4 separate regions of the Mus musculus genome follow, and regions 2, 3 and 4 are each linked to region 1. Evidence: chromatin contacts called from public Hi-C, HiChIP or PLAC-seq and promoter capture Hi-C data. All regions are on one chromosome and are shown on one strand. The core of a region is the stretch at or near the end of the contact, and the rest is flanking DNA. Distances in the headings are between cores, read along the strand shown.

Region 1 (7,207 bases), core at 3,319-5,818:
TTTATACATGAGAAAGTTGGGTTGAGAAGTTGAACAGTTTACCCAATGTAACACACCTGAAAAAAAATTGTTAGGAATATGATATAAACAAAGGACTATTTGATACCAAATTTGCAGCTTTACCTTTTTGGCGACTCCCAAATTTGCTTCAAATCTCAACACCTTGCATTTCTAACAGTTATAAATTCCTGCTAGACTGTGAGTTGTCATTGGAGAATAATTTGCAAATGTGTCCTAGAGAGAATCTATCATTTTCTCTGGATGAGGGATCTTTGGGGACATCTAGACCCAGAATGGGTCTAAGCGGACATCCTAGTAGACACAGCAGAGGTTTGTCATGCTGGAATGCGCTGAGAAAGAGATTACTGAGGTGGGACCAAAGGACATTGCCAGCCTTCAGGAGGAACATCCGTGAGAAGAGGAGAATGGCAAAGAGCCACAATGAGCATTTCATATGCAAGCAGCTGATGTGGGTGGACTGCTGCGGTGTGTATGTGAATCAGTCTCTCTTTGGAACGATACAGAGAGTGAAAAGATAATAAACTCAAGGTTTGGAATTACAATAATTGACATGTGAATCTATGGATGGTTTTTGGAGAGCGCTGCAAAATCTGAATAAACTCTATACAGAAGAAAAAAACTACAATATAACAAAATGACAACGTATAATAGGAATTGAAAGACTTATTTGAAGTATGATCATGTAAAACACCCAGCTGTCAAAGATTTGAGTTTTTGTGTTTTTCAAGTTTATTGAATCTTTATGTAGACTTTCCTATGGAAGAATGGAAACAGAGCCAAGGAAAGCTCTTTTATCCCCTTCTGGGAGAGCCTGCATTCATCCTTTTCATCATCAGTCATACGAGAATAAAAGCCCATGTGATATTAAATAAGAAAAGTGAAAACAGCACCTTTACTGCTTGAAAAGAACGCACCAGGCGATGTTCAACGCGTTACACGTGTGGCCGTGTCAGGTTCTGAAGTTTCGGAACAAGTCCATGCACTCATGAAACCCTACTGGGTCGTGTTGGAAACGGAAACATTTTTCCTAAGGTTTTTCCTCTACTCAGAACATTGGTCACTCCAAAATACTTGTCAACATTTACCAGCAATTCTAATATTGCTCACATTGAAGTGAGACTTATAGCTACTTTCTATTGTTAAAAAAAAAACAAAACAAAACAAAAACTCCACACAACCAGCATTCCAGTTCTCTTAACTTCAAAGATTATAACTAGGAGATTGTAATCTATATAAAATACTAAAGCAATACCTTGTTATTCCAAAATTATTTTATCTTATAATGATCTTAGACCAACAAAACCTTTCAAAATTGTCATGGTGATTCACTACATTATTCCTTGAATGTTGACATTTTATTTAAAATAAAGATATGATTATCGATCATATAAGTATGAACTACAGACCTTAGTTAAACTTCACCAGTTTCCCATCTATGTCTCCCTTTAATACCAGAACCCAGTCTAAGGTCCCTTTTTGCATTTCACTGCCATTTCTCCTTGGTCTCCTGTGATCTGTTGGGATGGGTTCTCTCTCTTGCTCCCCAACATGTCAAACAGATGAAGCTTTTCACCGGCTTAGTACCTGTTGGTAGCTCCCCACTGGTGTCGATGAAGGAGGCAAAAAGACAGTATGTTCAGATACTGTACTACCTCACTTTGAACACTTCTAGCCTCATGTATCACTACTTGTTGGCTCTCCATCTGGAGGCTGCACCACGTCAGCCATGGATGGATCCTCTCTTGTGCCACGTACAAGAGGCCCCTAAGTACTCATGCACTAACTTAGAGAAGGGCCATAGTACAAAATGGTGCCTCGTCAGAGTTGGACCAGGTAGGGAAAGGCTTACCCTCCAGATGGGGGAACAGGCTGATGTGCACAAAGCAGCCATTGGGGGTTCTGAGTGGGGACAGTTAGGTAACAGGCAAGAAGAGGCTGCCCTGGTGATCAGGGATCCTGTTTCTTTTCCATCCATACTAAGAGCTAAGCAGAGGGTCCCTGTGCATCCCATCAAGTGTTTTAGATTTACTGTGGGCATGGCCTCCTCTAAGAAGTCTTCCCTAATGACCTTTCCTTTAGTTACTCCTGTGCTGTGTCCTAGGAAGAAGTCCTTTTCAAGGTCACCAAGAGAGAAGCTGTATCGTGTTTTAAGCTGGATCCTTGCTGTGACCTGGCAGCCTCTTTGTAGAAAGAAGGGCTGTTCTTCACTCAGGCCCAGTGCCAGAGCAATGCTGAGTCCCTGCAGCCCGCTCACTGGGGCTTTAAGGAGGCCAGACAGAATAGGAGGACAACGTGCTGCTCCTCAGTCGTTCCTTTGGAGTCAGCAGCACACAGCCATGCTGGGCATATGGTCCACGCCAAGCTGAGCACTGGGAAGTTGCTGGGCACTGGACTTCAGGTGCAGATGCTTCAACGCCTTCCCCCAAACACTTATTTTAACTATAAGTAACAGTTGAGTGTGCTTTGGTAATATATCTTCCAACAGCTGTCTTCTCTTCCTTCCCCTCCTTCTTCCCTCTCTCTTTTTATCCTCTGATCACTCCTAATTCTTAGGCAATGATATTGTGATGCAGATGCTGAGAAAAAGGGTTCTCTCTAAAACTGTGCAAACAGCCTTTTCCCTTGGCTGCACTTATGGCCAAGTCCTCTGCCTGGCTTCTAGGGTGACCAAAAGCATTAGGCGATGGGATGGGTGGACAGGCTGGAGTTGAGTCTCCTGTGTTCCAGGAGGACTGCAAACAGAAGGCAGGGATGGGGGAGCTATGAGAGAGTCAAATGTCTTCTGAAACAATTTGTCCTCTTTGTCCTTCCCTCTCTCTCAGGGTGAAAAGCTGGTGAGAAGGGCCTAGTCTTCACTCTCCTTTACCTTTAGTTTTAGTGGAAATCACCAGAACAGCCATTCTCTTGGAGTAGAACAGTTGAATACAGCTGCTGCGGCTTCTGGTGGGATAACACTCGTGCCTTTCCTCATACCTTGCTGCTTTACACCAGAATTAGTGTGTTTTAAAATCCTCCCTGCAGCCTGGGCACAGGCCTTTTCCTCTCAAAGGGCCTGACAGGCTAGAGGGGAAGATAACAGCTCCCTGCCACCCCCCTCCACCAAACTCCCCTGAACACTGAAGCGAGGCCCTGAGTAGAAGCCCTGGGCTTATTTTCCAGTGTCTGGTAATCTCGTATCTCTGTACTGCCTTTGTGTCAGCCTCTCTCCAGCACATTGCCTTGTTGTCCTTGAGGGAGGAAGCCAGAGAGCCTCCAGCTTCCTTTGTAACTTCCCAGTTCCTCCGCACATCTGCTCACCCACCCCCAAAGACTTGTTTTAAAGCCCTAACCACAGAATTGAGCCTCTCATTTTCGAATGAGGGTTTGTGCCCATTGCATGGGCAGCTCTGGGTTCGGATACCAGCCATCACATTCTTATTACCTCTACAGCGGTAGCAACTTTTGGGGGTGAGGACCAGCAGAGAGTCACCCCCATAAGCCTTCTCTGGACAAAATCAGTAAGTTAACAAAATACAAGTGCTGTCTCAAAGACATCTTTTCCCCTCAGAAAAATCAGTTCGTCGAGTAGTTAGGAATTCAGATCCTTATGGCCCTTCTCTGACGCTGTGTGACCCTGCGTGGTCAGAGTGGTTCTCAGTTTTCCTTTCTTATCTGCCGAATGGGAACAGAAAATGAGGTGAACTTCACTGCGATGTGAGTACTAAGTGAGATACAGTTTACCACTAATCCATACTAGCTAGTATTAGTAGCCCAAATAGGCAGGTTGCCTCATTCTCAAGGTGTTTCTGCTTTCCAAGCCCCTGCTGGGATTGGGTGGCCAGGGACAGCATCCAACTGCTGGCCCGGCGGGGGTGACCCAGCAGCTGTCCAGGCCTGGACACAGGTGTGGCCCCGACCACAGTGAGGGCGTGGCGAGCCGAGGTTTGGGCAGGCCCGGCGCACACGAGGGCGGGGAGCTGGCCTCGGTCCCGAGCACCGCACAGGGCGTCTGGGCCGTCCCGCCGGGTCGGGCCTCTCGGCTGTGGTCACGGACCAAGCGCGGGGACTAGTCACGCGCCGCGTCACCGGAGCCGTGGGCCCGGGCTGGACCAGGAGGCGGCGGGGGCGCGACGCCACCGGCCCGCCACGCCCAGGCCCTCATCAAGTGACCAGTATCCCTTCCAGGAGAACACGGTCCTTCAAAGAGGGAAGCGCGCTCCAGGCTGCAGCCCCGGCGCCAAGCAGCCGTCATCTCCTTCCTGTGCCGGGTGATCTGTCGCCTCACCCACCCGGAAAAACATAGTCCGCCCCTCTTGTCCTTGTGCCACAGCGCTAGCTGTTGAGAAGGCGCGGCTCTCTCTGACTAGTCCCTCGTCTTGTCCATGACAAACCCTTCAGGACCCACCGAGAGCAGAAATATACCCTAAAAGGAGAGCCCGGGAGAGAAGAAAGAGAGGAAGCCGAGAGGAAGGGAGAGGCGAGGCCCGCGGAGGGACACCAAGACGTCCTCGCAGTGCGCACGCGCGCCGCGAAGAACGAGTTCCGGCCTGGCCGAGGCCTGACTCCTAAAAATAGCCCCGGTGTGGGGATCCGTGCGCGGATGTCCCGGCGAGTCCCGGGCTGAAGGAGGCGGCTCCGGGCGGCGCGGAGTGCTGTGGCGGGCCGGGCCGGGGCTGCGGCGTGTGCGCGCCCGCCGGCAGTAGCGGAGACTCGGTGAGGGGCCGCGGGCGGCGGGGATGTGGCGGCGGCTGGGAAGGGGGTCGGGCCGCGCTGGGAGTGGGGGGCACTACCACGGAGGGGCTGCGAGGCCGAGGAGGGGTGCCCGCGCGGCTCCGGGCGCCGGGGCGAGGCTGGGCGTGGGGCGGCCGGGCCCTCGGGAGAGCGGAGGGGCGCGGCCCCGTGCGGTGGGGGCGGGGTGCCCTGGGGCGAGCCCGGGGGGCTGCGGGCGCGGCGGCGGGGGCCCGCGGGGGGGACTGTCGCGAGCCGCCTCCCTGTGCGCGCCACCTCTGGGGCCCCCAGCCGCGCCGCCCCGCTCCTCCCTGAAAGTTGACGGAGTTCCCAGGGGGCCGCGGAGCCACTCGGTCCATTCCTCCAGCGTCGCGGATCTCGGGGTCTCCCCGCTCCGTAAACCGCCAGTGCGGGGGGCGTCCGGCCCTGTGGTCGCACTTAAAGTTCCCCCACTTCTGCTTCGGGGGGAAGGTTGGTTCACTGGGGCGGGAGGTAGGGGGTCGAACTCTCCCGTGGGGATATCGGCGTTAGGTTGTGTGTCTGGACCTGGCCCGGGCGGTGGCCGGGTTCGAGCACCTGCGGGTGCGGGGAAAAGGTCTTGGGAGTCGGGGCTGCAGAAGGGACCCGCTCCTTGCAATCGGGTAGATCCCGCCTTAGGTCTCAGGGTGAGATGGAAACTTTGCCTTTGGGTTCGATGTCATCTGTTTTTGGGCGGTTGAGGATTAAAGATCAGTGATATTGCAGACAAGTTTGGGAAAGGTGAGCGTTTTCTGAATTAGCATTTCCCCCCTCCCCCTGGAAAAGTGTAACTATCAAATTCTTGCTCACTCGGACCTTAAATAGGTCCCTGAGCTCTGAAGCCCCTGTCATCATGATCCAGAAGGCAACGGAGTGTAGACTGACTACACCGTCGCGCTAACCTGTATGTTTACTGTGAAATTGGGATTCCAGAAATTGAAATTAGAAAGACCTGCTGCGATGTGTTGACAACTATTTTAAAACTAATATTGTATAACAGTTTTCAAGTTTGTAGCGCAGCGCATCGTGTTTCTCTTATGTCTTTCTTGAAACATCCATTACTGTATGACAGTGAGGTTCTGTAAAGCAGTAATTAGGTGTATATTACACAAGAGTACTTTCCCTTTAAGAATCCAGCTGCGTTGTTTTGGCAACTGCTAAGTAGTCTAGTTGTCAGTTTTAAAATCTATGTTACCTTGGCAGTACTTGGACAGTCTGAGGAAAAGGTAAACAAAGTAGTGTGTGTGTGTGTGTGTGTTTTAAAACACACTAAAATGACATTTCTTTTCCTGTGAATTTAGGAAATGAGGATGAAGTAACAATGCTTTTATGACATTTGTATATACACTTTAGTTTTGTTTTTGTGTATTTTTGGAGATCTCTATTTTGTCTTGTAAACGGCAACTTTTAGGGAGACATGTTCCCTTAAAGATGATTTAAATTATAGTAAATGTAATATTATACAAATGGAATGTTTACTGAGACATATCTGTATGTTGTATAAGACAATACAATTAGTATTTGTTGTCCATTAATTGAGTTGGAATTACTTTTACTTTAATTCTTGTTACAAAAGTTGAGAGGATAATGTTAAAATCGTGAAAACACTTTGAAAAGCTTAAACAGGCTATTTGCTTGCTTACAGACTATATATTAATAATTCTTGTTGTAAGAAGGTTTCCTGAGATATTCATGTATTAAAACAGTGTTTGTGAAGAATGGTGATCTCTAAATTCAACTGTACTTACCCATTTCCTTCAGTTCATACTGTTGCTACACATAAGATCATAGTCTTTCATGAAGGTAAAATTGCACTTAACTCATCCTATAAGATTTTAAATTGAAGAGCTAGTGATCAGAGAAAGGGATAGCTTTCTGAGGCTTAAAAATGATTGTAATGTCAGCATGTTGAATTATGCCTTGAGAATAATTTAATTCTCTATATAGTTTTTATGTTTTCACAACAGGTAAATAACAAAGGGCTTTTTGTTTTAGTTTTTATTTTGGTTTTGGTAAATGTAATTGGAAATAAAGTTTTTTAAATGTTGGGTTGTTTCAAATGCTGATTGTTTTTTTTTTTTTTTTCCAGCTTTATAGTGAAGGTGAAGTTTGCTAGTGTAGTTAAGTCTTAGTAGACTGTCTTCTGATTTGGGAGGGTCTACATACAGTCAGATTTGTTTTGGGGAAGTAGCATGCTTGACAGTCTGTTTGGGAAACCCTCAGTTTTCCTCTTGCATCTTTTAGTCTGGTAAGAAGAGGATTTCATTGTAACACTTAGTGATGAAATCATGGATTTTCTGAGGCATTTAAATTTCAAACATTGTGTCTTATAACATACTCCCCCTAGAAAGATAAGCTCAAGGTTCATAGGAATGTTACAAAGTCTAGTGCCAAGCTTTTTAACACTGAAGGGGCAGTGAGAATACTGCTTTGTGTATTGAAGATGATCACTAGTGCCTTT
Region 2 (7,207 bases), core at 1,382-3,881, 1.4 Mb before region 1:
CAAACACACATCATAAAGTTTTATGTGTGTATTTCTGTGTTATGTGTGTGTGTATACATTACACTAAACTTGACATAACGTTTTATATGTGTGTATACATATGCATGTGTGTGAGAGAGAGAGAGAGCAAGAGTGTGTGTCTATGTATGAACATGTTCATGCCATGCTATGCATGTGGAGGACAGAGGACAGCTCGCAGGAGTAGTTCTTTCCCTCTCACCTGTAGGTCCTGGGCCTCAAAGTCCAGATGGTCCAGCTTTATGGCAAGTGCCTTTACCTGCTGAGTCATCTCACCAGCCCCAAGAACTACATTTGCTAAACTGCTCTTGCTCACACATCCAGGTGCCTATAGTCTAAAATCATTACTGGCACAATCATTGCTGGCACAATGACTCGTGCTTATAAATGCTAGCACTTAGGAGAGAGAGGGGGTCTGGACACCTGAACTACCCATATTTACTTAGTGTAAACCCTGTCTCTAAAACCTAAAGGTTGGAGATGTGGCTTAGTGAGAGAGAGAGCTTGCCTGCTTTGCAAAAAATCTTAGGTTGGATCTCCAAACCTAGTAAAACAAACAAGCAAAAAACAAACAAGCAAAAAACCAAAATCTTGGTCTCTGGTAGCATGGGATGCCATGTCTACAGTTCTGTCCTGGTGCCAGTCTGTGCATGTCAGTGAACTTTCACCTCTTTCCTAGACACTTAATTTTGAGGAGAACATCTCTCCCTGGAGCCAGTGGAAGATCAGTAAGAGGTCCAGCACTATTCATCTGTCTCAAAACCGGTGGTTGTGATCCATCATTCAGTGTTTGTTAACACACATTGATTGAGTATTGCTTGCTTCTGTGTTAGATACAAAAGGTTAAAAAACAATGCATGAGAGCAAAGTCTTTGTCCTCAGTGGGGGCAATAAACACCGTGCAAGTACATGTTTAAGATCAAGCTGTGCTGTGAAGGAAAGGAAGCAGGGACCATTATAGACACTGTGATCAGGAACCCAAGGGTAGTATTTCGGGACCCCCAGGGCTGGATTTATGGCTCTTTTTACTTTCTTTGAGAAGTGTTAAAGAATCTTTGGACACCCTAAAGCCTTACTAAAGTTACAGTGTTCTTTGAGGGTGTGACTCCTGGCAGGTCAACCATGCTGCAGTGGATGGCCTCTGCTCAAATGTATGAGCAGCACAGATAGAGCACCAGTGAGCTCTATGACAGCAAACCACACTTTAAATTAAATCAACAATTTTGAAAAGAGGACGTGAAGTTAGAATATGGAGGTAAGTATGCGTTTGGAAGGAGTTAGGGGAGGAATGGGGGTAGAATATGAGCAAATATACTGCATGCATGCATGGACTTCTTCAAGAATAGAAATATTATACAAATGAATAAATAGATAGATAACAATAAAAATGCCCGTGTTGATCATCTAAACTCAAAAGAGTGCAGTAAAACAACCTATACTTTCAGAGCCTTGGAAAGAAAATATCCTTCAGTTTCAATTTTCAATTATCAAACCTTGATAACAGCTTACGCACTTAGAATTTTAACGAGGGGAAATAAAGGATTACAAATTGATAGACAAATAATTACACATATTTAAATATTCTAGATACCAAAAGGCTATCTAGAACGGTGTGAATTAAAAAGAAACCAGCAAGAAGAGCTGTGGGTTTGGGGAACAAGTCACGGAGACAGCTGGGCATGTTCTAGGACTATGATCCCGGGGTTACGAAATCCTTTTGGGTGGGGCACTTGTGTGTCAAGTATCGATCTTTTTTTCCAGACATAATATTTGCACACTTTACAACTTATGCATGTATATAACGACCAAATAGAGTATTATTCAGTCAATAATGGAGTCCTTCTGTTTGCATCAGCACCAATAAGTGGCAGGTGCTGTTTTAAAACCACGACCTTATTTAGAGGCAGAAGAACCAGAGACGGAGTCTGGCTGGACTTCAGCAACCAGGAACAGAACTTCTCAGGACAAAAGCACTAAGAATCACAGCATTCTTCCAAGACATTGGCTCTCAGCTAGTACAGGAATTCTGTCTGAGACCCAAAGAGGTGTGGCTCAGAATCATGAAAGTTAGCAGATTCTGATATCTGCTTTAAAGTTCCAAGGCAGCCAGCATAAAGCGAGACTCCTGAGTTCCATTTTCCAAGAAACCTTTTGCTGGGCACTCTGCAGAAGTAATCTTAAACTGGGCCTGCTGCAGCCACAAGTTCATGTTCTAGTACAAACTACTCTAGCCTCTCTGAGCTGGAAAGCCCGCCCCCACTATAACCATAGCAACGCTGACACCAATGCGCCGGTGAGCCGGGAACCGCCCCCTCCCTAACAGATATTGTTTCCCATCCTCTGTCCACATGGGCGCACTGCCTCACTATTGGTCTGTGGCCCAGGACTGTGCCTTGCTCCCACCAATAAAGGTCCTGTGCACGTGCACTATGGTGTCTCCCGATTGGTGAAGCCCTCCTGATCACGCACCACCGTCCTGCTCAGCCTGGTGTGGGGGCGCCAATGAAATGACTAAGTGGCCATGTACAGCCAATGGGAAAGAAGCAGGTTTCGCGACTGGCCAATGGCAGTGCTCTGTAGGCGGGCCGTGTCAGCCCCTTTCCAGTCCCAGTGGGGTGTGTTAAAGAGACAGGGCCCCAGTGCGGGTGTTTCACCCGGCTGGGCGCTGTGGCCGTAGTGGCCCTGGGTGTGCGGCCGGCGCCCGTGACAGCAGCGTCGCGGAGCCGGCTACCCCGACCTGGGGCCACTGCGGATCTTGGTGGCAGAGCCGCATCGCCTGGCGGAATGGGAGGCGAGGCGGGAGCCGATGGTCCTCGGGGCCGTGTCAAGAGCTTGGGGCTAGTGTTCGAAGATGAGAGCAAGGGCTGCTACTCAAGCGGCGAGACAGTGGCCGGGCACGTGCTGCTGGAGGCGGCAGAGCCGGTGGCCCTGCGCGGACTGCGCCTGGAGGCCCAGGGCCGTGCCACCTCTGCCTGGGGCCCGAGCGCTGGGGCCAGGGTCTGCATCGGTGGGGGCTCTCCCGCAGCCTCCTCAGAAGTGGAATACTTGAACCTGCGGTTGAGTCTGCTGGAGGCCCCAGCTGGTGAGCTTGGAGATCCCCAGGGAGGGGGGCGGGAAGGGGCGCGTCCCTGGGTGCTGGGTGGCACTGAGGGAAGCTTCTGGAAGGGGAGTCATCTGCTGTCACGGGGGAAGGGCAGGAGGCCAAGCCTGTGCCCCTACCTGGCTTCTAGGAGGAGGCCAGACCCTTTTGTGTTGGTGTGTACCTTTGAACTTAGCTTCCTGCGATCTTCTAGTAACCTATTACAGAATCGTTGCCATGGAAACCCGCCATCTGACTGTCTGGGTTCTAGGTCCTTCCTCACCTGGAGGCATGGAAGGTGGAATTGGTGACATTCTGTTATGTGGTGCCCAGAGTTTGATGGCCTGCTGCTCCTGCCTGTCCTGGCCCTAGACACTCCCGGGTTCATGATGATTTACAGAAAACTAAATCTTGGGAAAAGGGAAGTGGTACTTGGGTAGTTCGAGAGAAGTGTCTCCTCACTGGGGAACATGAATCTCACTAAGAGCCATCCATTGCTGTAGCTCCCCTTCCTCTTACCTCTCCCCATTCAGAAAGGCCTTTGCAGACAATGCCTGCCATCTGGGCCATTTCTGACTTTTCCAGAAGTGCCCATGCATATGTATGTTGGGTTCATGTGATTGCATTTCATCATGAAAATGCTAGTAACCGTGAGTCAGTCTTCTCTCAGTGGAAACTATTGTAAACTTCTATCTGTCTGCCTCATCATCTTGGACCTATCAAATGCCTTAAGCTTACTACCTAGTGCATCGTATCCTCCTGTGGAGAAGTACAATGGTGTCCAGATAAATCCTCAAATATGTGCCTAACGAGAGCTGTATTTTGGATAATGGGGTGTGGCAGGTGAGAGCTCTACCTGCTTTAATGTCCTTTCCTCACTGTGGATTCCAGGAGTCTTTTCTCCCAGTGATTAATAACCAACAAGGATGTTAAAGGTGGCTGACTGGAGGGAAGGCCGTGGCAGCGAGAGGTAACCAGGTTTCTGTTTAAGATTCGGCCCCTGCGCCTGTAAGGATGAGAACTGAACGCTGCTTTGGTAACATCTGGGCTAACAAATAGGTTTTGACTCACAAGTAAGATCTTGTTGCTTTGTTCTAATGAAACAGCTACATCTAGACAGCTGCCAGTTTTCCTAGAATGTGTTAGCAATGGTTATAGTTTGCTTAAAGTCAGCTTTTATTTAAGGAGTGGGGGAACATTTCCCCCACATACTTACAACTTGGAAGAACTTAGCAACTTGACACAGATTCTCAGGGTCATTAACTTCATAAACTAGTTATCATTCAATGACCTAGGGTGATCTTTTTTTTTTTTAAATAACTGTTGACCCCTAGGATCTATTTTAAACTGTTGGATCTATGTTTTAAAAATCTTCCCAGAATATTCTTTAAAATTATTATTCTTATTGAGCCACTTACTATCATTGTGCCTGAACCACTTCAAGTCCTTATGAAAAAAGATCGTGATAGAAAGACCTAGACACCTCGGCCGAAGAGATGGCTCAGCCATTAAAGGCTAGGCTCATAGCCAAGGATATAAGAAAGTCCCAGGGACCAAAGCAGAGAATTAGCTTCAGTTCATAGGCACCCACCAGAGTGTGACCTTACACAGCCCCTCTCGTCCCCTCTACAATGTTTCTAGATCCCAGGGCTCATGAAAAGGTTTCATGAAAAGCTCTGGTTGGAAGGGCTTTGGTGGATAAAGCAGCTTCCTTTAACATTGTAGCCCTCAGTGGACAGGTGGAAACAGTGAGAGCCATAAAACAGAAGCAGAAATGGCCACACCTTACATCTTCTGAATGTTTCTAATTAAACATAAAAATTAAAAAGAGAAAGAAACCTTTTTACTCGGTATTACAGCGTTTGTCCGTTTCCTCAAATTGGTTTTCTCATTTGAAGTCCTGTAAGGCCTGGGTTGGCTTGCTTCTTGAGGGGCTCTTCATCTCTCTTGATCACTTTTTAGTATGCTAGCAACTCTACATGCCCGTTCCCTTCATCCAAACTCTACCCGCTCATCTGTATTCTGGTCCTCAGCTCCCAGGCCCACCATGAAGTCTCAGGACTTCAGGACTCTGTAGTCTTTACTTGATGCAGATATCCATTCCCCTTTCCTCCAATTGTTCTTTTGAGGACCGAAGTATTCATCCTCATTATCACCCGAGCTTGCCATTTAAGTCCAGTAAATCCACACTGCTAAACATTTGTGTGCACTTTGTCATGTGTCACATGGCGATCACACTCTATCTCAGCTCTGCGGGCCTAATGAGCCCCTTGGAAGCGATAAGGTACAGAAGTGTCCCTTGACTCCAGGCCTCTAGCTCTGCTGAGACCCTCCTGAGGCTTGTGTGGCCGTCCACTCCTGCACGTAGGGAGCCTCTGGGATGCACACTGCATCACACCATGTAATCTGAACCTGTGTTCTTCTGACTAGTTATTGTTCACGTTGCCTTCAGGTCACCAGCCTGTGATGTCTTTCTTTACAAAGTGGACCCGAGTTCCTTGTTTCTCCTTAATGTGAAAAGTAGAGAGAAAGGTTTAGGAGACTCGTTGAGTCAGTGATGCATTCTTATTCTCTAAAGGCACAGGACTGAAATACTGCGTTGTTGATAAGTCAACCAAAGAAACCCATCTTGTTAATGGTTTTGACCACATAAAGTAGAAACAAATTCAGGTAGCAAGACAAATTCCGGATCAAGTTGTCTGCCATCTTTTCTCATCGGATTACCTCCACCCATAATGTATAGCTTTTATGATCTTGAAGGGAAAGTCTGTCACATGCCATAGGGAGCCACTGACCAGAGTGGCAGCCACGGGCTCCACTCTGAATCCACATTAAACAGATTGACTATGGAGATTCATCATAGCTTCTGCTGGTGCTTCTGGTCTTACGCCATCCATTCCTGGACTTTGGCCATTGTTCAGTAACAAATCCGTGCATGAAGTTGAAGGATGCTATCAGGAACAGGAGAAGGGAAACCCCATCACTCTCAGTAGAGCTAACGGGTGAAGAGCTGGCCCTTGCTACTTTGGCTGTTTTGTTTATAACTATTACTAACACTGTTAACAAGTTTTCTACCTCTGTTCAAAGAATACATAGAATGAATATTGTAGTGTAACTAAAGACATGTAACTTGTCAATTTGTTGTAGGTACAATTTAATGTTGATATCTCATGTTAGTAAAATTAATGTATGTGTGTATACATGTGTCTGTATATGCACATATACTGTATTTATTTATATATTATATATTACAATACAATATATATATATATCATATGTACATTTTACACACGCACACGAACTTTTGGCCCTAGATAATACTTTATGATAATTGTATAATTGGTCATTTTGTAGATAAAAGGGGTGTGTGTGTGTGTGTGTGTGTGTGTGTGTGTGTGTGTTGTTTCTTGGTAAAAGACAAATTCTAATTTAATTCTCTCAGTCTGCTTAATGTACTTAGAGTGTATTGGCAGGAAAACCACCTTTTAAAAATGGCTTAGATTGTGAGAACTCGTGATTTACTGCTGGCCTTCGTTAAAATGCAGTATGGTCTTTTTCAGGTGAAGGTGTCACCTTGTTACAACCAGGAAAACACGAGTTTCCCTTTCGCTTTCAGCTTCCGTCTGAGTAAGTGATGCTATGTTTTCCATTTCCTCCCCCTGCCTTACATCCATTATTTGAGCACCCGGTGTTCCCCAACACTGAAGTGTGTGTGCCAATCTGTGGGACCCTCCCTGTGCTTATTGTTCTTTTCCTCCTTAGCCCACATTTTAACGGGTGCTTTTCCTGGCTCTGAATAGCTGAAAATAAGCTCATAGAGCAATATCTTTGGTTTATTTCAGACCTTTGGCAACATCGTTTACTGGGAAGTATGGCAGTATTCAGTACTGTGTGAGGGCTGTTTTGGAACGACCCCAAGTTCCAGATCAGAGCGTCAGACGAGAGCTCCAGGTTGTCAGTCACGTGGATGTCAACACACCGCCCTTATTGGTAAGCTCTGCCCTTCCCTCCTTTCAATAATGATGCCTGCATTTAGTCACTGTCCGCCAGTTCAGGAAGCACAATGCAACCCATAGGCGTTCCCTATAAAGATATGATTCTAGGTTGGGC
Region 3 (7,207 bases), core at 3,247-5,746, 1.3 Mb after region 1:
TCCTTGTTCCTTCTGGTCTACACCGCCACCTTTTCTTGGCTCTTCTGAAACCCACTGTAGTGTGCTCGACCACCCCTAAACCAGGTCATAGGCCGTACACAACTTCAATCAAAGCCTGTAATCCCAGCGCTCGGGATTACAAGGCATCAAGCACAGGGTGACAGGCTGGCATCTACCCTGGCTCCAGAGGCATGTGACCTGGGCACACAGTTCTGTTGAGTAAATACTGTTATAAGAAAACACTTGAAGGCAAAACAAACAAAAGATACACTTTTCTTCAACAGTGTTTCTCCCTTGACAATTCAAAACTGCACAAAGCAAACATGCTGACCAACTGTAAACTAAGGGAAATTAATCTTCATATTCACCCAAGACACGCACTCACATACACCGTGTTCATGTCTGTCTGTCACTGCAATAATGTATTCACACAACTATTCCGACTAGCATACTTTTCTCTGACTCTGAAATGCATCTTGAATCTAGTGAGACACGACCCTGCTCTCTAAGCTTACAAATAACAGTAAAAATACTTTACTGTTATCACTAAGCCTGATTAGTGAGAGAGACCTTGCTTAGCAGGCTCAAGGGAAAAACAAAAAGACCCAACAAATGGATTAAGTCAACCCAGTTCATACCTGTCTTAGTTTTTCCTTATGTTTTTCAACTTGGGCATTTAGATCTTCCTGCATTCTCAAACGAGCAGCTGCTAAAGCCTCTTGCCGCTTAACAACAACATCAGGTTCTAAAATAGAAAAGCAAGTAGGTATGAGTCCATATGAAATCGTCTCTAGAGAAAGGTTCAAATGTCAGGAAACCACAACAAAGGATCCCCTTGTATACTCATGGCAGAGCACTAAGTGCTCTGATGGCCACCAAGATGAGTGAGAGAACACTGTACAAGGTGGCCATCTCACTTGCACTGACCAGCATTCCACAAAGCAAAACAGAAGGAATTTGCATCTCTATCCATCACTTGACCGGCCCAGGTCAATGAGAAGAGGTGTAAGATTCTTATTCTTGGTCCTACAAAGCAAAGTCCTTTCAACTAGCATTAAGAATCTGAATGTTGGACTGGTGAAATTCTCAGTGGTTACGAGCGCTGGCTGTTCCTCCAGGGGTCCTGAGTTCAATTCCCAGTAACCACATGGTGGCTCACAACCATAAGGGGATCTGATGCCCTCATCTGGCCTGCAGATGTATATGCAAATAACAAATTAATTATATATTAGATAAAAAATAAATTAATCATGTATTAGATAACCTCGACTGGCCTCAAACTCACTATATAGCAGAATGACCTTGAACTCCTGTTCCTCCTGCATCCACGTCCATGTGCAGGACTACAGAAGTCTGCCACCACACCCACTTCTACTTGGTACAGGAGATCAAATGCTCTGTCTTGTGTATGTTAGTCAAGCACTCTACAAACTGGGCCTCAGCTCTAGCCCCAGCCCCAGCCCCAGCCCCAGCCCCAGCCCCAGCCCCAGCCCCAGCCCCAGCCCCAGCTTATTTAATTTTTTTTTTTTTTTTTTTTTAGAACAGGGTCTTACTATGTAGCTCTGGCTGACCTAAAACTATGCAGGCTGGGCTGACCCCAGATTCACACAGATCTGCCTTGCTCTGCCTCCTGAATGTAGGGATTAAAGGTGTGTGCCCCACACCCAGCCCTAGTTTAGTTTTCTACCTAGTTGTAAATCCACCCATCTCAGTACTGCAGTAATCAGTTGAATGGTAATCTATATTTAAGTTATACTGCAATATAAAACAGTGTTTCTTTAGGATACACACACAGGAGTGAAGCTTCTACACAGAATGGCTGCCCTTTGAGCTTTCTCTAAACAACCAAATGGTAAGTGGAAATCAGGTCTGATGAGGTCAGGGAAAAATCAAAATGGAGTGCGTGTAAAACCTAACACTGGAGATGGGGGGAGGTGTGGCACAGTAACTGGAAGAAGGAAGGAAGGAAGGAAGGAAGGAAGGAAGGAAGGAAGGAAGGGAGGGAGGAAGGAAGGGAGGGAGGGAGGGATGGAGGGACAGACAGACCCTAACACTGAGTTTCTGGTCACTCACAATAATTCTAGAGAGGTTCACTGGGGGGTGTCGCTGGAGCACAAAGAAAAGGGTGACATTTTCATTTTAATCCTCTGTAAATTAAGACCCACTAACTGGCCCAGCCACAGCTAATGGGAACAGTGAAAGTCACAAAGCCAGCACAGCTGCTTGACCGCTATCTATCAAAGCTGAGCAGAGCGATACAATCGCTGTCACATGGTCTTCCACTTCTGGTCTTGATCTCCATGTGTTGCATGCTTGGGGACTTTTAATATTTGTACAACTTGGGGATTGATGGGAAGCGTATGACTCTCTTATGCCTTCTCCCAAGAGGACAGCTTCTAAGCGTTCCTAGGGGAGTCCTAAGCATACCACTCACCCCACTTTTAGGGAGACATCCTTATCTGGCTCTACTTGAGGGTCTTCCTTAGGCCCGGAGGTTGTGTCTCAAATAAAGACACCAGAGATCTCCTTGTGAGGCTCAGGCTCCAAGATATCCTTGGATCACGCACTCGCCTCTCCATTTACTCAGGCACAAGATAATTAGAACAAGGTAAACTTAAAAGAGAAATAAGACTCAGCAGGCTGGAGAGGTTGGCAGCCGATCAATCAGGTTAAAGCCTCTTCCTCCTGTCACTCAGGGGAATACGTGGCATATATAACATTGGGGGGGGCACATATGGAATGCCCCTCCAGGAAAAAGATACAACAACAAAGTTAAACCGGCTTGAGTTATCTCTGCCCTACACGGGGGCTTATCCTGATGGACAAAGGATGGTGTGGATAAATGATAGAAGAATGAGGGATTAAGACCTCCCTTGGAAAAATTAGTCTATGCAGGACCACTGTGATGTCCTATGGCCAAGGAACAAAAGAATACCAAGTTCAGACCTAAAAATAAATTCCACAAAGATAAAAACATTGTATTACATCCAAAATTGAATAATAACTGTAGCAGTTCTGGCCTGAAGATTTTCCTTGGGCCTAATGACAATTAGCACTCTAACCATCAAAAGTTGATTAAATAAACTGCTAATCTACTGCCATAGGACATGACAACCTACCCAGGCTGGCTTGGAGATTTTCTGTCTAGTGCCTTTGAAACCATAAGAGCTACCAGCCTGAGAATGGACTGTCATGCTTTGGCAAAATATGCCTCTAGATTCTTTAAAAAAATGGGCTACGGGGTTGATGAGGGAAAATGATTGTAAAAGATAACTCTGCTCTGTCACGGTTTATCAATGATGGCTAAACTTATGACTACGAGGAAGCTAAAATACATCTGGGGACAAAAATATGATCTATGAATCCATCCCTGTCTACGGAGTGCTGTATAAAGCAGCACCCCACTTCCAGTCAGTCAGGTGGCAAGATTCCCAGGACCCCAATGCCTGATCCCCCCACCCCCACCCCCGCCCCTTGACACTTCTTGTTTCCTCCACAAGACCTGGCCATCTCCAGGGACTGGTCCCCATGCACCGAACAAGATGTGCATTGAGTATGCTATACACCATCACGGAGTCTTTGCATCTCAATAAAAATCTTTCAAACCTCAAAGGCATGTCTTGCCACCACCCACTAAGTAAATGACAGGCGCCTTCATTTCTACCACATGGCACTAACCCAGAACAGTCTCGGCTTGGTCCAGCTGTCTCTGCCTCAAAGCCCTCAGTCGAAGGGAGAGCCTCTGGATGACAATGTAGAGTAGGATGCAGCTGAAGAGGATGTACCAGCCATAGCTGGCCAGCAGGGAGCCCACTGGGGGGAAAAAAAAAAAAAAGAGAAAGAAACCAGTTTCAGAAATGGTAATAGCATTTTTTTCAATAATACTCTACAAAAATAGTCATAGCTTCTTCTTTCAGAACCTTCACAGTCTAGCTGGAAATGGACTCCTAAGAAGCGAATCGCTGGGTACAGAAACTTCTCAACTACAAGGGGACTCGGGAGTAGCCCGGAGGGTGCAGAGCCCAGCAGCTAGGTTCTGAAGGACTAAAGGGGACGTGTCTATCTGATTCAGGAAAGCAAAGGCCATCCAGACTCCGTGAGTTACACTTTGTTAAGGAGTGAGACAACAGTGTGTTAGTGTCGGGTAGAGTGAAACGCCGGGCGGAGGACTCCACTGCAAAAGGAAAATGTTAAAGGGACTCCCGTGAGCCAAGTCCGCGAGCGCCCGCCCAGCTAGGGCGACTTCGAGAAAGGTGAGCTCCGGCCCAACAAGCAGGCTCGGCCAGTCCGCGGCGTTAACGCCAAGCCTCCTGGAGGCCGACCCACCGAGCATGGCGGCGCCCGCCGCCCCTGACCTGTCACGTGCAGGAATCGCAGGCTCTCGGTCTCCAGCGCCGGCCTCGCGGACAGAGGTTCCTCATCGCGATCCATGGCGGCCACCGCCACCGCCACCAACGACAAGCCCGCTGCTCCTCTCTGCTCTGCGCTTCCGGTTCGGCCCTATGTACACGTGGCGCTCACTGCCGTGGCGGTACTGACCTATCGTGGCTCGACCTACCTCGACGCTCGACCAATCACAGGGGGGGTGTGACCAGAGGGCGGGGCTGAAAGATGCCCAGGCGGAAGCGCGTTTGACTTTCAGGGAGGAGCTCGCAGCTCAACTCGGCATAGCTCGGATAACCGATCTTGTATTTGATACTGATTGGACATTGAGGCTCAAGAGATTTGAAACCTCCTGGAGATGAGATTTGAGTCCCGCCCTTGTCACCGGGCCCTAAAGGTTTGCAGCATAGATTCCCCTCCCCTAACGTGCGGAAAGCGATCTACTTAGAATTCCTTTCTTCTGATCCACTGTCTCAAGGGAAGGAATTAATGTAGTAATGACTTCAACTTAGGCTCTTATGTGTTACATTACCACAGTTTTTGTAATGGTTCTCTGCAACATACTAGGAAGGCAATAAAGGAGATAGCTGCGATTTGAAAAGGAACTGATGGAATCAAGTTTCCATAGATTAATGGGATTAAGAAGGTGAGAACTCTGTGGTGTTTAAAGGTGGGATCCTTTGGGAAACTACTATATGAGGTCAATGTGGGTGTCCCCAGAGAAAAAGAGACTAGATTTCTGTGCACCCCACCGTGAGATGACTCAGCCTGAGGAGCCTGATGGAATCTATACGGTGCTGTACCAAGCTTGAGGACTTTGAATCTCCAAAATGGAAATAAAACTCACTGTGTCATAAAAACTAGTCTGTTAAGGATCTTCTAATTCAGCGACTCCATCTGGGGACATGGGAGAGAAAAGCCTGGAGTCACTTCACATTATCAACCACCTTGAAAATAGACTTTGATGACTGGATATGAAGCTAAGAATATGAAGATAGCCATGAATTTGCTGATTTTTTTTTTCAGACACAACATGGCTTTTTTAAAAAATTGCTAAATTTTTAAAGTTTTATGATTTTAATAGTTTTCTCAGTGGTAAAAAAGGATCAGTTTAATTTTTTTTTCTTTTTTGGTACCGATGACTGCCACCCCACCTCTGAGGCCAGTTTGAACCCTCTCTCTTTGCTTAAGGTGATTTCTCACATCATACAGAGCAAGTGAAACATCTGGTTACGAGAGAGGAGGTTGCTCATTTGCCTGTTGATCCAGTCCCTTAACATCTGCAATCATGATGATGAAATAAGTAATGTTTAGTTTCATTAAAAGACAAGGTGGAGGGGAAATGTTGGCACACACCTTCAACCCCAGCACTCAGCAGGCAGACACAGGTGAGTCTCTGAATTTGACGCTCAGGACAGTGAGGGCTACACAGAGAAACCTTGCCTTAAAAGCCTTTAATCCCCGCACACTGGTTAAGAGGGGTTAGTTTCATTAAAAGAGGAGGTGCTGGCTCACTCCTTTAATCTCAGCACTCAGGAGGCAGAGGATGGCTGATCCCTGAGTTAGAGGCCAGCTCTGTTTACAGGGTGAGTTCCAGCCAGGGCTACACAGAGAAACCCTGTCTTAAAAAACCAAAACCATGCCTTTAATCCCAGCACTTGGGAGGCAGAGGCAGGCAAATTTCTGAGTTCAAGGCCAACCTGATCTACAGAGTGAATTCCAGGACAACCAGGACTACAGAGAAACCCTATCTTGAAAAAAACCAAAAACCCAAAACCAATAAAAAGGGAGGTGAATGGATAGGATCAAAGTACATGATACACAGATAAAACAGTGTAATAATGAAATCATTATTTTACATAGTCTTAGCCAAGGAATCTCTTCCGCTTGGAACTTTGCAATCTAACATGGAAACTAGCAATTCAGAAAGATAACATGTTAAAACATACAAAGTAGGAGTAGGATTGTATCTCAATTGGCCAGGTGCTTCCTTGCCTAGCACGTACAGAATCCTAGGTGTAAGGTCCCCCACTGCAAACCCGAGTATGTGGCAAATGTCTCTCATCCCAGCATTTGTGAGATGGTGGTAAGAGGATCAGGAATTCAGAGTCATCTTTGGTGTCAACAGGAAGGCCACACTTGGCAGTGTAAGCCTGCCTCAAAAAACAAAACCAAAACCATGGGAGACAAAGGCAGGCATATCTCTGTAGTTAGCCCCCTCTCCAAACAGCAAAGCCAAATTTAAAAATAGACACACACACCCAACAATAACTTTGTTTACAAACCCAGTGTACATACTTAGATACACAGTATAATATTCAACTAAAATTTAAGGTATTTTGAATTGAGTGCATGGGTTTTAGGGTTTAATTTCAGTTCCTGCAATCCTGCTCCTACTTCTCAGGTGTGACGCCTTTGACATTTCATGTGGTAGCTGCCTCCCTGTACTTAACCTGAACAGCTCAGATGTTACCTGGAAAACTAGGGCAAAGGTGAATAGTAACCACAACGCCCACCACTGGCTATGTAGACTCAATGTCTGGCTCTAACCTGTCACTTACTGTCACATCCTTGTCTGGGCCCTTCTTATAGCCATGTCCTTCAGGTTAGAATTTCCCCATCCACTGTATTCAGCCAGGTAAATGCTTTGGTTAATGGAGAGTAAGCAGACCTGTTATCAGTTTTGAGTATAGCTTAGTTAGTTGTTCAAGGCATAGAAAGCCTAGTTTTGTTCATCACGAATGTCACAAGATTTGCACAAGACTGGGCTCCTCAACATCCTACCACTGAGATGAGGAGGTGCTAACTGGGGCCTGCCCCACCC
Region 4 (7,207 bases), core at 3,222-5,721, 1.2 Mb after region 1:
TGTCAAGGTCATCAAAAACAAGGAAGCCTAAGACACTTTGACAAGCAAGAGGAACCAAATGAGACGCATGAGAAAACAGACGGTACACACACTACAGGTGGATCCTGGGCTCTATGCCAAGGCCAGGAGAGGGAAGACCCCTCTCCACACCATGTCATAGTGGCACAACTTTGTGATGCCAGCCCTTGGAAGACTGAGGCAACCAGAGTCTTGTGGGGTTGAGGCCAGCTTGGGCTATTTAGGAAATCTGTCTCAAAACAAACAAACAAACAAACCCAAAAAAGCCCTAAATGACTCTGATACATGCTTACCTCTGAGGATACAGTGGCTCTGGTTTTCAATACAGGGCATGGGGAGACCCTGATACAAGATGATGCTGAACCTGCTGGTCTGGGGACTATACTGTAATATCCTCTGCATTAGACAAACCAGGCAGGAAGAAGGGCAGTGCTCACTGTGTCGGGCACTTCACACAACACACTTGTGAGGTCCTGTTATTAGAGATGGTGACCTTAGCAAGAGCAGCCCTTGGCCCATAGCTCCATGATGGGTGATGGAGCCTCTCTGTTCTTGCATTCCTGAAGGCTTCTCTTTTGGGTAATATACCACTTCTGCATCTTAAGACTGCCATAACAGCCAGCCTGTGATGGTGCGTGCCCTTAATCCTAGTACTTGGGAGGGTGAGACAGGTGGATCTCTCTGAGTTCGAGGCTAGCCTGGTCCACAAAGTGATTGCAAGCCAGACAAAGCTACATAGAGAGAGCCTGTCATTAAAAGACTGCTTTCACACATCACCACAGACTTGCTGGCTTAAAAACAAAACAGAAATACCGAGCTGGGGAGATGATTCAATGAGTAAAATAGTTGCTGAGCAAGCATGAGGACCTGAGCCTGGGTCCCCAGGCCCCACATAAAAAGCAAGTTGTTTGAGTGTGCTTCTGTAACCCCAGTGCTTAGGGGAAGGAGTGGGAGACAGGCAGCTAAATATCTGTGGCTTGCAGGTCAGTTTGTCTATATAAATTCAAGAGCTCAGAATTCAGTGAGGCCCTGTCAAAAACACAAAAACAAACAAACAAACAAAGGTAGAGAACAACTGAAGAAGCCCCAAAGTCAACCTCTGGCTTTCAGGCATCAACATGCGAGTATATCACACACAGGAACACTTGTACACAGACTCTCAGAGACACAGAGGCAGAGAGATATGGGTCGGGGGAAGATTCTCCCACCTTTCTGAGTGCAAGAAAGGTGGCACTCAGAGATATGTGGTGGGGCCATGCTCTCTCCAGGGGCCTACTGGCTTGTACCGGCTTCTGATGGCTGCACCATTCCCACAGGTGCTGTTCTCACACGGCCTTCCTGTTTGTGTAGCTCAGGTTTCTCTTGTGTAGTGCCCACCCGGACAATCCAGGGCTGTGTCCTCACCTCAAGTTCCTCAGTTTAATAAAGGAATCTGCAAAACCAACTTTTCAAATGAGGTGACATTTACTAAGACTGGCTATCTCTGGGTGGATGCTATTCAACTGACTACACATACTGTAAAGTCAAAATGATATTCAATGGATTTCTCCTAAAAATTACAGAAAAGGACGATATTATCAGCATGAAAAAGACAGACTAGGTTTTTATTGACAGACTTTTCTATGATTAACACTAAATGTCAAACAAACTCTGCTGTGACATTGGAACAGTGTCCCCTCTCTGAGTTACTGCAATAACTGGTGAGCTCCTGCAACAAGGATCAAGGAGGAGGCAGGGACCCTCACAGAGCCCTCATAGACGTGAGCATCACAACTCTTGAAGCAGCTGCTCCAGGATGCGGAGAACGAGCTGAGAAGCTGGGCTGGAGGCCAAACAGCCCGTGTGTTTTCATGCTGCCACCAACTCTGGAAGCCCATCACAAGAGACTGCTGACTGACAGAGGCCCACAAGGTCTCATCACTAAACATTAGCTTAAATCTGAGCATTCTAAAAGCCAAACAAAAGATGGAAGATTAAAATTACCCCTTCATCTAAAACTCTTGGCAACATAACTTTATTGATGACTGCCAAATGAATACTGGGCAGTTACAATGAGAAAGATTTGAAGTACATAGGAAAGAACATGATCATTATAAAGAGTAGAACAGTGCAATGTGACTTCTCTGCTAACATCAGTGAGATGGCCCAGTGGATAATGTCCTTGCTGCCAAGGCTAATGATACTAGTTTGATCCCTGGGACTAATATAGTGGAGAGAACCAACTCCTGGTAGTTGTCCTCATGTCTACATGTATATTGTAGCATGCACACATACATACAATAACTAACTAGATAAATGTAACTTAAAATTGAAAGAAATAAAAGCTTTACTACAAAGGCTTAACTGAACCAATTTCATTTTTGTTGCTTCTGCAATGTCACAGTGACTTCTGCTTTGCTGGTTGGGGAGGTTGGGGGGCACCCTCAGCGATTGGGGGTTTGTGGAGGGGAAACCGGGGCGTAGATAACATTTGAAATGTAAATAAATACAATTACCAACAAAAGAAAGAAAGGGGGAAAAAGTCCTATTGATCCCCTGCCACTGTCACCAAGTGACTTCAGCAATCTGTTGGTCAGCAAGCCGTAGCCTATCTGGGCACATCTGGTACATCCCAAAGGCAGAGTCTTGGGTTTACATTCGCTGGTTTGAGACTGGCAGTGCTGCACACTCAATGCCAGGGTACCTGCAGGGTACTTGCATCTTTTTTTAAGGGAATGGATCCCTGGATATGGTGGACACGTACGATGCTGACGCCTAGTGTGATGATTGCACTAGAGTGCAATCTTGCCAGGCCTGAGGGCAACTAGGGCACAGACAGCTGGAGATTAGCACAGAGCTGTGTGGTTTTACTTAGAATGCCCCTCCCAAAGACAGGACCTTAGTGTTTTACCTGGCTCATCTTGAACTTGTGATTGTCCTGCCTCTTAGTAGCTAGCATAGGTGTATGTCACCATGCCTAACTCATCTGAAATTTGATGTTCAAGTATAATATTTTACATGTTTGTTTATTTCATTTTATGTGTGTAGGTGTTTCCTTTTATATGTTTGTGCACCACACTCAAGCCTGGTGCCCGTGGAGGTCAGGAAAGGGCATTCTATTCCCTGATCTGCAGGTACAGGTAGATATGAGCCACTATAATCATGACTTAGTCATATAGTCTTGTTTATTTTTTTAAAAACAAGGGACTCCTCCCATGCACTGCATCTCCAAAAACTTCCTGCAGGTCTTGTAAGCCTCCCTCTTATGCCACCTCATGTCTGCTTCTTCTGAGTCTCTTGCTTTCTAGCTTTTACACAGAGAAGTTGACAGACAAGAACTGCAAGGCTGTACCGCCACAGTCTCCATGTTCAGGGCAGACAGGCACACTGTTTTTGCATCATTTAAAAAGCTAAGCATATTTGTATTACCTAGATATGCTCATTTCCATAGGCACTGTACTCTAATTGAGCAAGCAGAAACCTGAATTATTAAAATACCCATTATAAATATCTACCAACAAGCCTTCTACTGCTTTCAATTGCATCGGTATAAGTAAAACTAAGCCTTCATCTAGAGAGGGAACACGGGACCTTATGCTTGTCTGGTAAGTGCTCTATCACTGAGCTAAGTCCTCAACCTCCAATTCTTGTGTTTTGGGGGTTTTGTTTATTTTTTGTTTTTGGCTTAGGAAATAAATGTCCAGCATCAAAGAAATAAATCTGCACAGATTACTTTACCCCTAGGTAGTAGAGTCCAGCAGGGTTGCCTTCCCTGAATCCTGGTGTCAGCAGGGGATTAGCATTTAATTGCTCTGTGAATGCTGAAAGAATCTTGCTACCCAGGAAAAGGGTTGGCTGTAATGGTCCCATTACACATTTTTTTACAGTCATGACATGGCACATTATAATCTTGCTCAATGATAAGCTCTTTATGGAGCTAGAAGTCTGCAGCCTCTAGAACAAAGACCTCTTCTGTCTTCAAGTTCCTAGAAGTCAGTAAGCTACAATTCACATCCTGTATAATATCCACTCAGAGAATCCAGCTCTGTATTGCTTTGCCCAGTTTCCCAGAGCACAGAACAGTCTACAGGACACAACAACCACAACAAAAGCCCTTCATTTTCTGTTGGAAGGCTCTGTGTTCTAACTGCCCCCACCCCACTTTTGCAGTCAGATTCATGTAGCAGTCTAGGCTGTCCTCAAACTTACTATGTAGCTAAGGATGACCTTAAACTCCAACACTCCTGGCTCTACCTTTTTTAAAATTTGCAATAATTTTAGAGGGACTGGTGAGATGGTTCAGTAAATTAGCCACTTGCCACCAAGTCTGACTGCCTGGGTTCAGTATCTGGGACACATGGTAGAAGGAGAGAGCCAAGTTCACGGATTATCCTCTGACCTCTACAGACACCATAGCTGGCACACATAGGCAGGCAGACACCGAAACGTAATACAAAATGTTCTGAAACCATTTCCAATAACAGAACTGTAAATGCTGAGACTAGCACCTCCTGCCCTGTTTCCTCCTACTTAACTATGACACAGGAGCTAAAATGAGGAAATTAACATTTGTAAACAACTAGTCCTTGAGCAGTTGACTCTGCCACAACCCACCAAGCTTGCTCTTCCATGCCCCTTTCTCTTCCAACCCAGAGGCCCACATTGAGTGAAGTCTTCATGTCTCAAGACCTTGACACAGGAAGAAACACTGAGGAATTTCTGTACCTTAGACTCTAGTTTAGTCTTGCCTGGTGTGGAGTTAGAGATTTAACATAGGAAGGTGAGATGTCTTCCTCACGCTCCATCCCATTGGAGAGAATTTAACAAACATGTTACCCCCTGAGACCCTACTGGTGGATGCTGACTCACAGTAAGTTTCACTTTGTAACTGCTGAAACATGGAACCAGTCCATAAACAAGCTTTAAATTACTTAGCAGCTAGTCTGAAAAACGGAGAGATTCCTAGCTACACTGAGTAAACACTTAGTTTTTACTTTGTGGTGATCCGTGCCTGCAAGAGCAGCCCTCAGAAAGCAGAGGTGGAACTGGGAATTTAAGGCCAGCCTGGCTAGTGGAACCAAGAAAGAAAACCAATCCTGTCAAACCTTTGTGTTTGTCATCTCCCGAGACTGCTGTTCACACTGTCACTCACAGTGACAGTGCTGTCCTTCAATCCCACTCATTTGTATTTGGTCATATAATTCCTGAGTGTTAACATGACTCAGAGAAGAAAGGTATGTAAATAGTATTAACCTTATAAAGCACAGCCCAGAGGGAGCATTTGGCACCCAGTCTGGCTTCCCCCACCCCAAATACAGTCTCTACTCACTGGAAAAACCAAAGGCAATCTCTCTTTCTGCTACCCAGGACAAGTGGAAAGGTAGACTAACAGTGCTAAGTTCTACATGGTTCCGGAACACCACTACCTCCTAAGAAACGTTCTCTGAATCTAAATGAATGACAACTCCTGAAAGTTTAGTGGGTAAAGAATTGTCAGAGAAGGCTGTACTATACAGTAGACAGGGAATTTCCACCCACTGAGATACCATGTCTAGGTTTGGAGTGGCACCTGCTCCTTTCAAGTTATTCAAGCAAATCTCACGTAAAGTCCACTTTTGATAAAATCCTGCCTGGTATGAGATCTACATACAACCCCAGTACTTGAAATATATATACATATACAGCATTCTGATTATATATACATATATATACATATACAGCATTCTGATTATATATATACATATATACATATATACATAGACAACATTCTGATTATATATACATATATACACATACAGCATTCTGATTATATATATACATATATACATAGACAACATTCTGATTATATATATACACATATGTAGCATTCTGATTATATATATACATATATACATATACAACATTCTGATTAAACAAACATTCCTGTTGCACAAGGTTGAGACATACCAACTTACAACACTCTTCTAAACCTTAAGCAATTTTACCCGATTTCCCTAATCCCGTCAGCACTGCCTTTGCCACCGTTCACTGTCAAGTTCATTCTTGCCTTTGTTTCCTCATTTGCTGTGCTAAAGACACCAGATTAAGTACCAATAAAGATGATTAAATATCAGAACTACAAACTTTAATTTATTGTTGCCTCTTAAAATTGGGAAGATATCATAGTTACTTTGAAGCAACCTAAAAATATGCTTGCTTAGCTTGTACAACCACTCTGGAAATAGGTCTGGCGGTTCCTCAGAAAATTGGACATTGTACTACCAGAAGATCCAGCAATACCTCTCCTGGGCATATACCCAGAAGATGTTCCAACTAGTAATAAGGACACATGCTCCACTATGTTCATAGTAGCCTTATTTATAATAGCCAGAAGCTGGAAATAACCTTTATCAAAAAAATGGATACAGAAAATGTGGTACATTTACATTTATACAATGGAGTACTACTCAGCTATTAAAAACAATGAATTTATGAAATTCTTAGGCAAATGGATGGATCTGGAGGATATCATCCTGAGTGAGGTAACCCAATCACAAAAGAATTCACTTGATATGCACTCACTGATAAGTGGATATTAGCCCAGAAACTTAGAATACCCAAGATACAATTTGTAAAACACAAGAAAATCAAGAAGAAGGAAGGCCAAAGTGTGGATACTTCATTCCTCCTTAGAATAGGGAACAAAATACCCATGGAAGGAGTTATAGAGACAAAGTTTGGAGCTGAGACAAAAGGATGGACCATCCAGAGACTGCCCTACCCAGGGATCCATCCCATAATCAGCTACCAAACACAGACACTATTGCATATGTCAGCAAGATTTTGCTGAAAGGACCCTGATATAGCTGTCTCTTGTGAGGCTATGCCAGTGCCTGGTAAATACAGAAGTGGATGCTCACAGTCATCAATAGGATGGAACACAGGGCCCCCAATGGAGGAGCTAGAGAAAGTACCCAAGGAGCTGAAGGGGTCTGCAACCCTATAGGTGGAACAACAATATGAACTAACCAGTACCCCCAGAGCTCGTGTCTCTAACTGCATATGTAGCAGAAGATAGCCTAGTTGGCCATCACTGGGAAGAGAGGCTCCTTGGTCTTGCAAACTTTATATGTCCCAGTACAGGGGAACGCCAGGACCAAGAAGTGGGAGTGAGTGGGTAGGGGAACAGGGCGGCAGGGAAGGTACAGGGGACTTTCGGGATAGCATTTAA

Evidence for each region. Promoter capture Hi-C pulls out the DNA fragments that hold promoters and counts their contacts. Hi-C and Micro-C count contacts between places; a contact is called where the count stands out from the background. HiChIP or PLAC-seq counts read pairs in DNA pulled down with a chosen protein or histone mark.
Region 2: a contact with region 1 is called in an H3K27ac HiChIP or PLAC-seq map of bone marrow-derived dendritic cells, with 5 times the contacts expected there. The contact joins the promoter of Arrdc4 here to the promoter of Mef2a in region 1. A contact is called at or near these places in 1 of 39 promoter capture datasets (cranial neural crest) and 1 of 115 datasets of contacts at active chromatin or transcription factors (bone marrow-derived dendritic cells).
Region 3: a Hi-C map of CD8 T cells shows a contact between it and region 1, with 4 times the contacts expected there. The contact joins the promoter of Selenos here to the promoter of Mef2a in region 1. A contact is called at or near these places in 1 of 39 promoter capture datasets (pre-B cells), 1 of 484 Hi-C or Micro-C datasets (CD8 T cells), 1 of 115 datasets of contacts at active chromatin or transcription factors (bone marrow-derived dendritic cells) and 2 of 9 other capture datasets (adipose tissue and liver).
Region 4: a promoter capture Hi-C map of liver shows a contact between it and region 1, with 2.3 times the contacts expected there. The contact joins the enhancer-like site here to the promoter of Mef2a in region 1. A contact is called at or near these places in 2 of 39 promoter capture datasets (liver and pre-B cells) and 2 of 115 datasets of contacts at active chromatin or transcription factors (bone marrow-derived dendritic cells and large pre-B cells).

The regions. Positions count from the first base shown.
Region 1 is chr7:67,370,219-67,377,425 of GRCm38.p6, reverse strand. Mef2a (myocyte enhancer factor 2A) reads left to right here and starts at 4,568. Exons shown (of 11, transcript NM_001291195.1): 1 at 4,568-4,713.
Region 2 is chr7:68,744,662-68,751,868 of GRCm38.p6, reverse strand. It overlaps Arrdc4 (arrestin domain containing 4), which reads left to right and starts at 2,631. Exons shown (of 8, transcript NM_001042592.2): 1 at 2,631-3,100; 2 at 6,658-6,724; 3 at 6,940-7,087. The coding sequence starts at 2,803.
Region 3 is chr7:66,076,938-66,084,144 of GRCm38.p6, reverse strand. It overlaps Selenos (selenoprotein S), which reads right to left and starts at 4,496. Exons shown (of 6, transcript NM_024439.3): 1 at 4,356-4,496; 2 at 3,679-3,813; 3 at 639-745. The coding sequence starts at 4,431.
Region 4 is chr7:66,133,140-66,140,346 of GRCm38.p6, reverse strand. The region is part of intron 2 of Chsy1 (chondroitin sulfate synthase 1); the gene reads right to left. Among named protein-coding and RNA genes, the nearest start is that of Chsy1, 27 kb to the right of the region's middle. Within about 2 kb of position 4,471, at least 102 of the 459 cell types and tissues checked have an H3K27ac peak or open chromatin away from gene starts, as enhancers often do. A contact at or near this core is called in bone marrow-derived dendritic cells and liver, where this site is marked.